Linked DNA regions of Mus musculus: region 1 is linked to region 2. Evidence: chromatin contacts called from public HiChIP or PLAC-seq data. All regions are on one chromosome and are shown on one strand. The core of a region is the stretch at or near the end of the contact, and the rest is flanking DNA. Distances in the headings are between cores, read along the strand shown. Region 1 overlaps 4930571O06Rik (RIKEN cDNA 4930571O06 gene). Region 2 has its middle 55 kb from the start of Gm45904.

Region 1 (4,194 bases), core at 941-3,440, 550 kb before region 2:
CCTGCTGACTGAGGCAGGATCCTTCTAGCTCTCTAGTCTCCCACCTACTGTTGAATAAGAGCCAGAGCTCAGACAGTCATTTGATTACAAGGACTGCAAGAATGGAAGGTAGCATTTAGGAGCAAGGCATGAAGACCAAGTCTATGTTCCTGACTGTGCTGGTGGGATGACAGGCTGCATGTTTTGGGATATCTCTTACATGAGATAAAAACTAGCCTTTATCTTAAGACACAGACACTTAGTTTTTGCAATATATTTTATAATCCATGTAATATGATGCAAAATAAATTCAGGACTTGAAATAGCATCATCTTTGAAATGAATAATAACTAGTAAAACTGAATGTGTGTGTCTGTGTCTGTGTGAGAGAGAGAAAGAGAGAGAGAGACAGAGACAGAGACAGAGAGACAGAGAGGGAAAGAGAGAAGGGCTCTAGATGCCAACACTAAATTATCATCTACAAATACAGAAAAGCTTAAGAATGCATATTAAAAGGCATCTCACACAAACCAAGATAATACATGTTCAAAATCTTTGAGAAATAGTTTGTTATCAAACATAAAATACACCATTTGACCCCAAATAGAAGAAAGTTCTGAGTATTCCAGTAACCATATCCAGATAGGGTGGCAGGTTCAGCTGGTTTTACTGCTGCTTTCAATCTAAACGGAGACGTCATGTAATTCTTACGTTATTTAAATAATTCCATTCCACAGGGGGAAAAATGATATGTCTTTAATTCATTGCCTAAAGTATCATGAAGATAGCACACAAGAGAAAATTACATGGACTCCAATTACAGATATAAAAGGAAGTATTTCAAATAAACTATTAGATGTCTGAGTCCAGATATCCATTTTTTAAATTATATGATACGGCAAATGAAATGCATTCCAGTAGCACAAGGACTTCGGAATCACAGACTTTATCAACATATTTTATTATATCAACAATCCCAGGCATATCAATCGCAGCTGAAAGGCTATTCAGTAAAATGCAAAAGCTATTGTGGATCACTGTACGGAGGAAGGATGAGAAGAAGGCCACTGGAAAATAACAAATGCTAGGTCCCAAAACAGCAGATGATATTTTGAAGAATAAAGCATTAAGGCCACTTCCTATTAAAACCTGAGATCAGATCCTGCCATTGTCCCTTTACGATCTTTGGAGCAGTAGCTAACGCAAAAGACACAAACAAACCAAAAACCGAAACATTCACGAAGGACACTGGAGGTAAAGGACAGGTAGAACGTAGTTGAAGCACTGAAAGTTATCTCAACATTTGCTCTAAGCCGTGTGAATTCAAAAGATAAGTGTATGATAAACAAAAATATAATTTTTACATTTGAAAGCAATAATACAAAAGAGACAATAAATTCTACTCAGAATAGCATTGGCATTTAAGATCTTGGGTCTGTCTGTCTGTCTATCTCTCTGAAACCAGCTGTTGAAGCATCAGTGACCAGCAAGTGCATGAAGTGGCAAGCTTAAGGGTATAAGCTAGGTCAGTTCTAAAAACAAGACAACCAGGGCAGAGGAAGGGTGTGAGATTTAGATTTAGGGATGTTTGAGCCAAGCTTTGGCCCTCTTTTGTACTAACTGGTCTACTCAGATAGCTTCTATTTATCCACTAAAACTTAGGCTACGTATCCCTTCTAGAAAATTCCTGGCACTACGCCTGATGCAAAGGAAACCATCACACTGTAACAGGACTTAAAATAATATCAGAAAAAAAGGGAAAGAAAGATCAAGATCCTAAATGGAGGACATAAGTGGGTAAGAATATTAACTCAAGCTGAGCTCATAATATAAATGACTAATCCTTATGATCTTTATAGATATTTATAAACTTAGACATTTTCAGGACCAACCAACACAGATTCATGTTGCTATTGAACAAGGTCAACAGAATTAAAGCTAAATAAAAACAAATCAGAGCTTTGTTATTGCTGCGATTTGATAAATTTACTTTGTAGAACTCCCTTCACAAGCAGACACTTTGATAAGCAATGGATTTGTAACCATCCAAGTGAATTCTGTTGTCAGATAACTTTGAACCTAGAAATAACTTAAGACTCATGAACACATCAGTGTTTGTCCTCAAGTAGGCAGACATGGTGCTGAGAGGAGCCGAGAGTTCTCCATCTGGATCTGAAAGCAGCAGGAAGAGAAGGTGAGTCATGGGTCCAGGCTTGACCTCAAAGGCCACTCCCTGTGACACTTCCTCCAACAAGACCACACCTCCAAAATGCCACTCCATATGCATCACTGGGAGCTATTTTCATTCAAACCACCACAATGACTTTAAGTTAGTTTCTTTAGTAAAATAGAACTCTGAACATGGACTAAGGGGTTAGAAAAAGAGTCTCAGGAACCAGGAACTGAGCAGTTACTGGCCAGGAAGTCTTTGAAGAAATGGACCTAAGGGTACCAAAGATCTCTCTCAGCACAGTAGGAGCAGAGCACAGATCGAGGACATGGATTAGAACAGTCTGGGCAAAGCACTAGCCACCTTGTGTATTTTTATATCCAGATAAATCTGTGTCTCCACCGAAACACAGACTAAACATCCTTTGAAAATTCTTGGTATGAGAATTCCATTTAGACCCCTTCTGTGTTTCGTCACTTAGTTCTCAGCTTTTAAATGGTTTCACTCTCCACTCTGGTGTATCCTCCCCTGCTATGTGAATCTTTTCCTATCTTTCCCTCTCTTGCTCTCCTCATTTCCCCTTCTCCATCCTTTACTACACATAAGGTGTGTTGCCATAACAATCAACTTGCTGATTTATTCTCAGTATCTCCTACTAGACTATAAATTCCTTTGTGGATAGAGTCCTGCCCTGTTAGGCCTTAGATCTTCAGACCCAAGATTAGTGTTTGCAACTAGTAATAGGTAGCCACAAGGTGTATGATGTATGGGCAGATGGCTGATAGAATGAATGCTTTATCGGCTGATGAGTGAGTTTGTCTGGAGAAGAAATTATTAACTTAGAAATGATTAGAGAGGTCGATCAGAAAACTATTTTATCAAAGTGTGTTTGAAAGACTTGAATTTATTTTACTTTAAAAACAAGCTCATTTGATTTTATGTCTGCTTAAACTATTGCTTTCCTTCTGTTATATCCAAGTTTACAAGAACATTATTTGAGATTGTTTTGAACAGTTAGTAGATATCAAATATTCAAGAGAGTAGGCACATGGGATAGGAGATTTAGTCTCAACTCACAGTGTTTGGAGATCCTAGAACATTCTGTGATTGGATGAGTCCAAGTAAGACATACTGAATTTTGGTCTCAGCTCTGTGCTTCCACTGGTAATAGATAACCCCCTGGGGAGCATAGACCTTTTCAAGAGATGGTAATGTAACATAGTCTAAAACGGTGTTCCCAGCACTAGATAGCCATCAGTAAGTCTGAGTGCTGCCCCAGCTCCCATGTCAAACTCTAGAGAACAACATGGGTATCAGTGCTCTGACCACCAACTGTGTCTTATCCAAATAAGGGTGTGGAGGCAGAAAATGCAGGGTTCAAATTCCAGCTCCATCACGAAGTCAGTGCTTGCTCCATATTGTTCCTTTCCTGTAGACCCTAGCTCTCTGTAGCATCCCACTGCCTCTGGCATTCTCCTAGGCATCTTGTTTATTCGTCACAGCATCTGAGATTTAGGGCCTTCTTCCTTCTAAGTCTAGGGAAAATCGAGTGCTTTCTGCTTCCTCTACTATTGCTATGCCAATTAGGGCTCCATCTTATTCTGCTTTCTTCCACAGATGTCACTACTGACAAGCCCTTAAATCAGAGCCCAGCCTGCTTTCACCATGAAATCAAGCAGAAGACAGAAATGGCCCTGTCTCTCTAGAGCTTAGGACACAGGCTTGTCCCTCATCCACGAAGGCTCAGGGACTGCTTGCTCAGTATTCAGACTATCCTCTTCATGGCCCTCTGGGCTCTGTAGTGTCATTTCTGGCTAGTCATCGGAATTCCAGACTTTTGTTTCTGGTTAGCCGTGGCCTAATCACAGGCCAGACCCAGTGGAGCAAGTGGGAAGCATCACTAATCAAAGTCAGCAGAGAACAAAAAGGTCTGGGAAGGAGGATATTATAAGCCTCAAGGATATCAAGAAGCCGGGCTTATTGGCAGAGCTGTGGGGAAATCACGGAAGGGATGCAGTCAGAGGAGGGGGGCGATGCACAAAATT
Region 2 (4,245 bases), core at 1,027-3,526:
TACACTAGATTAATGAGAATAATTATTATGTATTAAATAATGATTTTTTAGAAATTAAGTTATTTTTAAAAAGGAAAAAGAAGCTAAAGCCCCCAGAAAGAAGGTGAAGTCTATGAGCACACTGACCTCTGCACAGCCGAGTCCTAGAGAGAGATGCACCATAAGCAGGTGCTCATGGGAAACGACATCATTCCTGTATCAGAAGCAGCCCCCGGTGAGGCTCTCAAAACAGATCTGATGAAAAACTCCTCACCCTTTCAACACACCCATACTACAGCACGTAGGCTTCATCTTGTTTCATGTTCCAAGCCCTCATTAAGATGCAGTGACACTAGTGGAAAGCAGTGTTTCAGGTAAAAAGGTCCCATGGTGGTGGCAGAAGACCGTGTCTCTGGTTCATCTCATCTCCAGGTTAATGGAGAAACAGAATTTAGAGAACTTGGGGAGATAGGACTAATTGCCTCAGATCTAAAGGTACCATTCCACTCAATTAAAGCCTCTGCTAATGTGTATTGCAAAGCTAAGACTTCAAGAAATGTTCCAAATGGTCTTAGATGTTTCCTAATGATAGCATATGCATATTTTTATTCCATCAAGAATCACAAAATAGAGCCTTGTGGCCCTGGCTCACGCAAATTTCTATTTCAATTATGAAGACAAACAGACACCAAACTCTCTGCTCACTTTCCACCTGAACTGATAACTTAAGCTTACAGTCATATAATGTTAACCAACTGGGAATGGACATGGCTACAACTTTCATCACTCCACTAGGTGTGTTTACATCCTTCCTTTGTCTAGGGGGATCTGGACATGAACCTGGGAAGGGACTTTATCTAAAGGTAGTCTCTCTGTTTGTGACTGTATAGTATACGCATTTTATGTATGTAGTAAAGGTTATATATTCCACTTTGCCATGTTTTTTTTTCCTTTTGCAAAATGATTAAAAATTTCCACACTCAATATCTTTAAAATTTGCAAATTCCATTTACTTATGTGTAAATACAAAACTAACCCAAGGATGGGAGATGAAGCGAGTGACTGGTGTTTCTGACTTTTGATGTACCCATACTGAGCAATAAGACTTCTTCAAAACACTTATGCTTTTATTTTGGAAAGCTGTATTTATTTTTATACTAACTGGTTGATACTATTATATGATTCTTCGGGGAATTGACAAGCACAGAATATATGTACATAGTGTGTTAGTATTTTTGTTGTTGTTGTTATGATAAACTATCTTAACCTAAATGCAAGTTAGGGAAGAGGGGATTTATTTTAGCTTATATAGTTACATAGGAGGTGTAGTCCATCAGGATGGAGGAGACATGGCACCAGGCAGGCATGAAAGCAGGAGCAGGAACCTAGCTGATCACATTCCTAGCACATACAGGAAGCCAACAAGAAGCTTACAAGAAGTGAGGCCTGCCTGGTTATACAACTTTAAAGCCAGCCCTAGTGATATACTTTTTCCAGATAGATACTTCTTAAAGGTTCTATAACGTCTCCAAACATCTCCAGCAGCCAGGGACCAAGTGTACAAACACAAGACCCTATAGAGGACATTTCTTATTCACACCAACAGAATTGGAAAGGGAAGTTTGTTTTCTTAGGTATCTTTGTCTGTTGGTTGGATTTTTTTTAAACTCACTTCACAAAGTCTTCATCGCCCACTCTCTCCAAAACAAACTAACTTTAAATATTTTTCCCTCTGAGTTGACTACTCCCTGTTCATCTGGCATTTCAAAATTGCTAATCCTGTAAAATATATGTTTTTAATTATAAACCTCAAGTAATGGGTGCAATGTCCCAGAAGGGTCCAACTTACATTGCAGTTGAACTGAAAGCTCTTGTTTGTATCAGTCTTTCCATGTGGCTCACTACCATGGTGAATTAACCTTGCCCATTTAACTCACAGTCTATCTTCTCCCTATAGATTCTATACCTCAACTCACATGGGGCAAAACCCTATCTTTGTTTGATCCCATCTGGTTTGAAAGGTATAATTTAAATGCACAGTTGCAGGCCACATTAAATGGTTTCATCAGGTGGGGCCAACCTTAGCTCTTGACCTGGGTTATTCCATAATGCTTTTTTTCCACCCTTACCTAGGAAACAATTTTGTACTATTTACCCCAAAACACAACCTTCTCAGGGAATGTGTTTATTTTCCAAGTCGAAGAAAAAAATAAGACCTGAGTGGAGGACACAGTCAGAATACATGTCCTTTGTGCTCATGCTGTAACTGGAGACTGCATCCAAACAACTAATGACTCATTTGATGACTAAAGAAACACTCATTTGTGCGGTTATGGTTTTTATGAGTTAGGAATCTGGGTTCAGCTAAATTGGACCCTCTCCCCACCCAGGGCTTCCCACATGGCTATAATCAACTTTTCCTCTGATACTGTGATTCTCCCATGATGTCTAACCTAGACAAAGACTTTTGAGCTCATTCATGATGTCACTGTTTGCATCTCATTCCCTTTCAGATGCTGAGCTGAGAGCCTCAAGTTACTAGAGAGCTGCTAAATGTGGTCCTCCGTTCCTTGTGATGGAGACCTCTCCAACGACAAAAATTGTTTGGCCATAGCCAGCTGGGAAAGAATCAGTTACTAATATGGAAGTTAGTGTTCTGTGTCAAGTAATTACAGAGCAGACAACCAATTTTGGTCTCTGCCATATTTTCTTATTTTGATGCAAATGACTACGCCAGTCTGTGTTGACAAGTGGCTTGTGCGTGGCAGAAAAGATCATCAGAGACCATCTTAGACACTGCTTGCTGAAGATTCATTGTAACAGCCACCCCCTCCCAACATTATAGACATACATGTCCATTATCAGCTTGTGCAAGCTTGGTCAGTGGACAAGTAGCTGTTTCACACAGGAAAACATCTGTTTCTATAGAGGCAGCAAACACAGTCTGGGCCAGACACAAAACCACAAGCTTTTATCTGTTTGGGCAGCATTACAGAGCTGGCTGCTACAGGTCCACTTTTCCTAAATTGACTTGGCTGGGGCAAGAATTAGATTTCAGAGAGAATCTTTGCACATAATGGCCTTTTAGATATTATATGAAAGGGTAACTGTGGCCCTGTAATTTATTCCTCCCTCCTCAGGGATCCCTGAAGACGTTTGACCCTGACCAGAATTCTTTGCAAATATCGACTGATCCACTATACTAACTGAAAGATAAATGAGGGTCCAAAAGGGTTCTGCTGTGCACTGATTACAGATCTGGAAATGACCTCAACCTCGGCATCCTATCCCAGTTCATTTAGATTGTTTATATTAAATCCAGGGCTGGGCTGATGCATGCAAGTTATACACATAGCCAGAACAAAGGTAGGTGCCTACCACAATTCTACAAGTTGGAAGTCTTCCTGACTAACTTGTCTGATGCCCTTGCCAGAATTCAAAACCATATCTGTTGTGTGGGAAAGTATCCTATGGGTTGGGCTCCCAGATGCTGTACATATAAATGGTCCTATTTACTATGTTGGCAATTAGTCAAAGCCTAGTGCTGGCTAAGTTGGGGTGATCTTTCTAAAACAGAAGTAAGACTAAGGATTGGTTTAGTAATAATTCAAGTGAGATGTTTATTTTTCAATGGCTTTAAGTAAGATTTACTTGGCATACAGTGACACATACACACACACACACACACACAGTGAGTCATTAATAACACTTATGTGATATAACCTTGCAACTGGAAAGATAAAACCTAAATGTTTGGTTATGATCCCTGATGTCCTAAAAAAGCTTCTCAAACTAACTGTATATGATTTATCACAGACAAGTACAACTCCAATCATAAGAGATCCGACAGGGTATATAGTATTATGTACAGGGAGGCTGAGTTCAGACTAGTTCTGAGTTTAAAAGTAATCATTTCAATGTTAAATCAGTGTGAGATTTGCTTACTCAGCACTCAATGCAAGAATCCAGGCCACTAAAAAGTGGCCAAGAAACAATACTTCAACCTTTGGCTTCATTAGCTGTTTACACATAGTCTTCCATGACCCACGTGGAAGGCAGAAGAATAACACCCCCCCCCAAATCAGGAGGTGAAACTAGGAAGACACTGGAATATCCGAATAGACAGAATAGACTATGGCTAGCTCTGATCTAAAGAGTGTGTCCTGAGAGAGCAACCTCTAGTGTTAATCTTTTCCTGTGAGCATAATTGGGATGGATGGAGAATCATGCTCCCATATGTTTGAACGTCAATATTCCACAGCCACG

The links. HiChIP or PLAC-seq counts read pairs in DNA pulled down with a chosen protein or histone mark.
Region 1: a contact with region 2 is called in a FOXA1 HiChIP or PLAC-seq map of pancreatic cancer cells. The contact joins two enhancer-like sites. A contact is called at or near these places in 5 of 39 promoter capture datasets (3T3-L1-derived adipocytes, liver, maxillary cranial neural crest and 1 more) and 2 of 115 datasets of contacts at active chromatin or transcription factors (embryonic fibroblasts and pancreatic cancer cells).

What each region holds. Positions count from the first base shown.
Region 1 is chr8:113,521,772-113,525,965 of GRCm38.p6, reverse strand. The region is part of intron 1 of 4930571O06Rik (RIKEN cDNA 4930571O06 gene); the gene reads right to left. Among named protein-coding and RNA genes, the nearest start is that of Gm25766, 4.3 kb to the right of the region's middle. Within about 2 kb of position 2,190, at least 28 of the 459 cell types and tissues checked have an H3K27ac peak or open chromatin away from gene starts, as enhancers often do. A contact at or near this core is called in embryonic fibroblasts and pancreatic cancer cells, where this site is marked.
Region 2 is chr8:112,974,587-112,978,831 of GRCm38.p6, reverse strand. No RefSeq gene overlaps it. Among named protein-coding and RNA genes, the nearest start is that of Gm45904, 55 kb to the right of the region's middle. Within about 2 kb of position 2,276, at least 14 of the 459 cell types and tissues checked have an H3K27ac peak or open chromatin away from gene starts, as enhancers often do. A contact at or near this core is called in embryonic fibroblasts and pancreatic cancer cells, where this site is marked.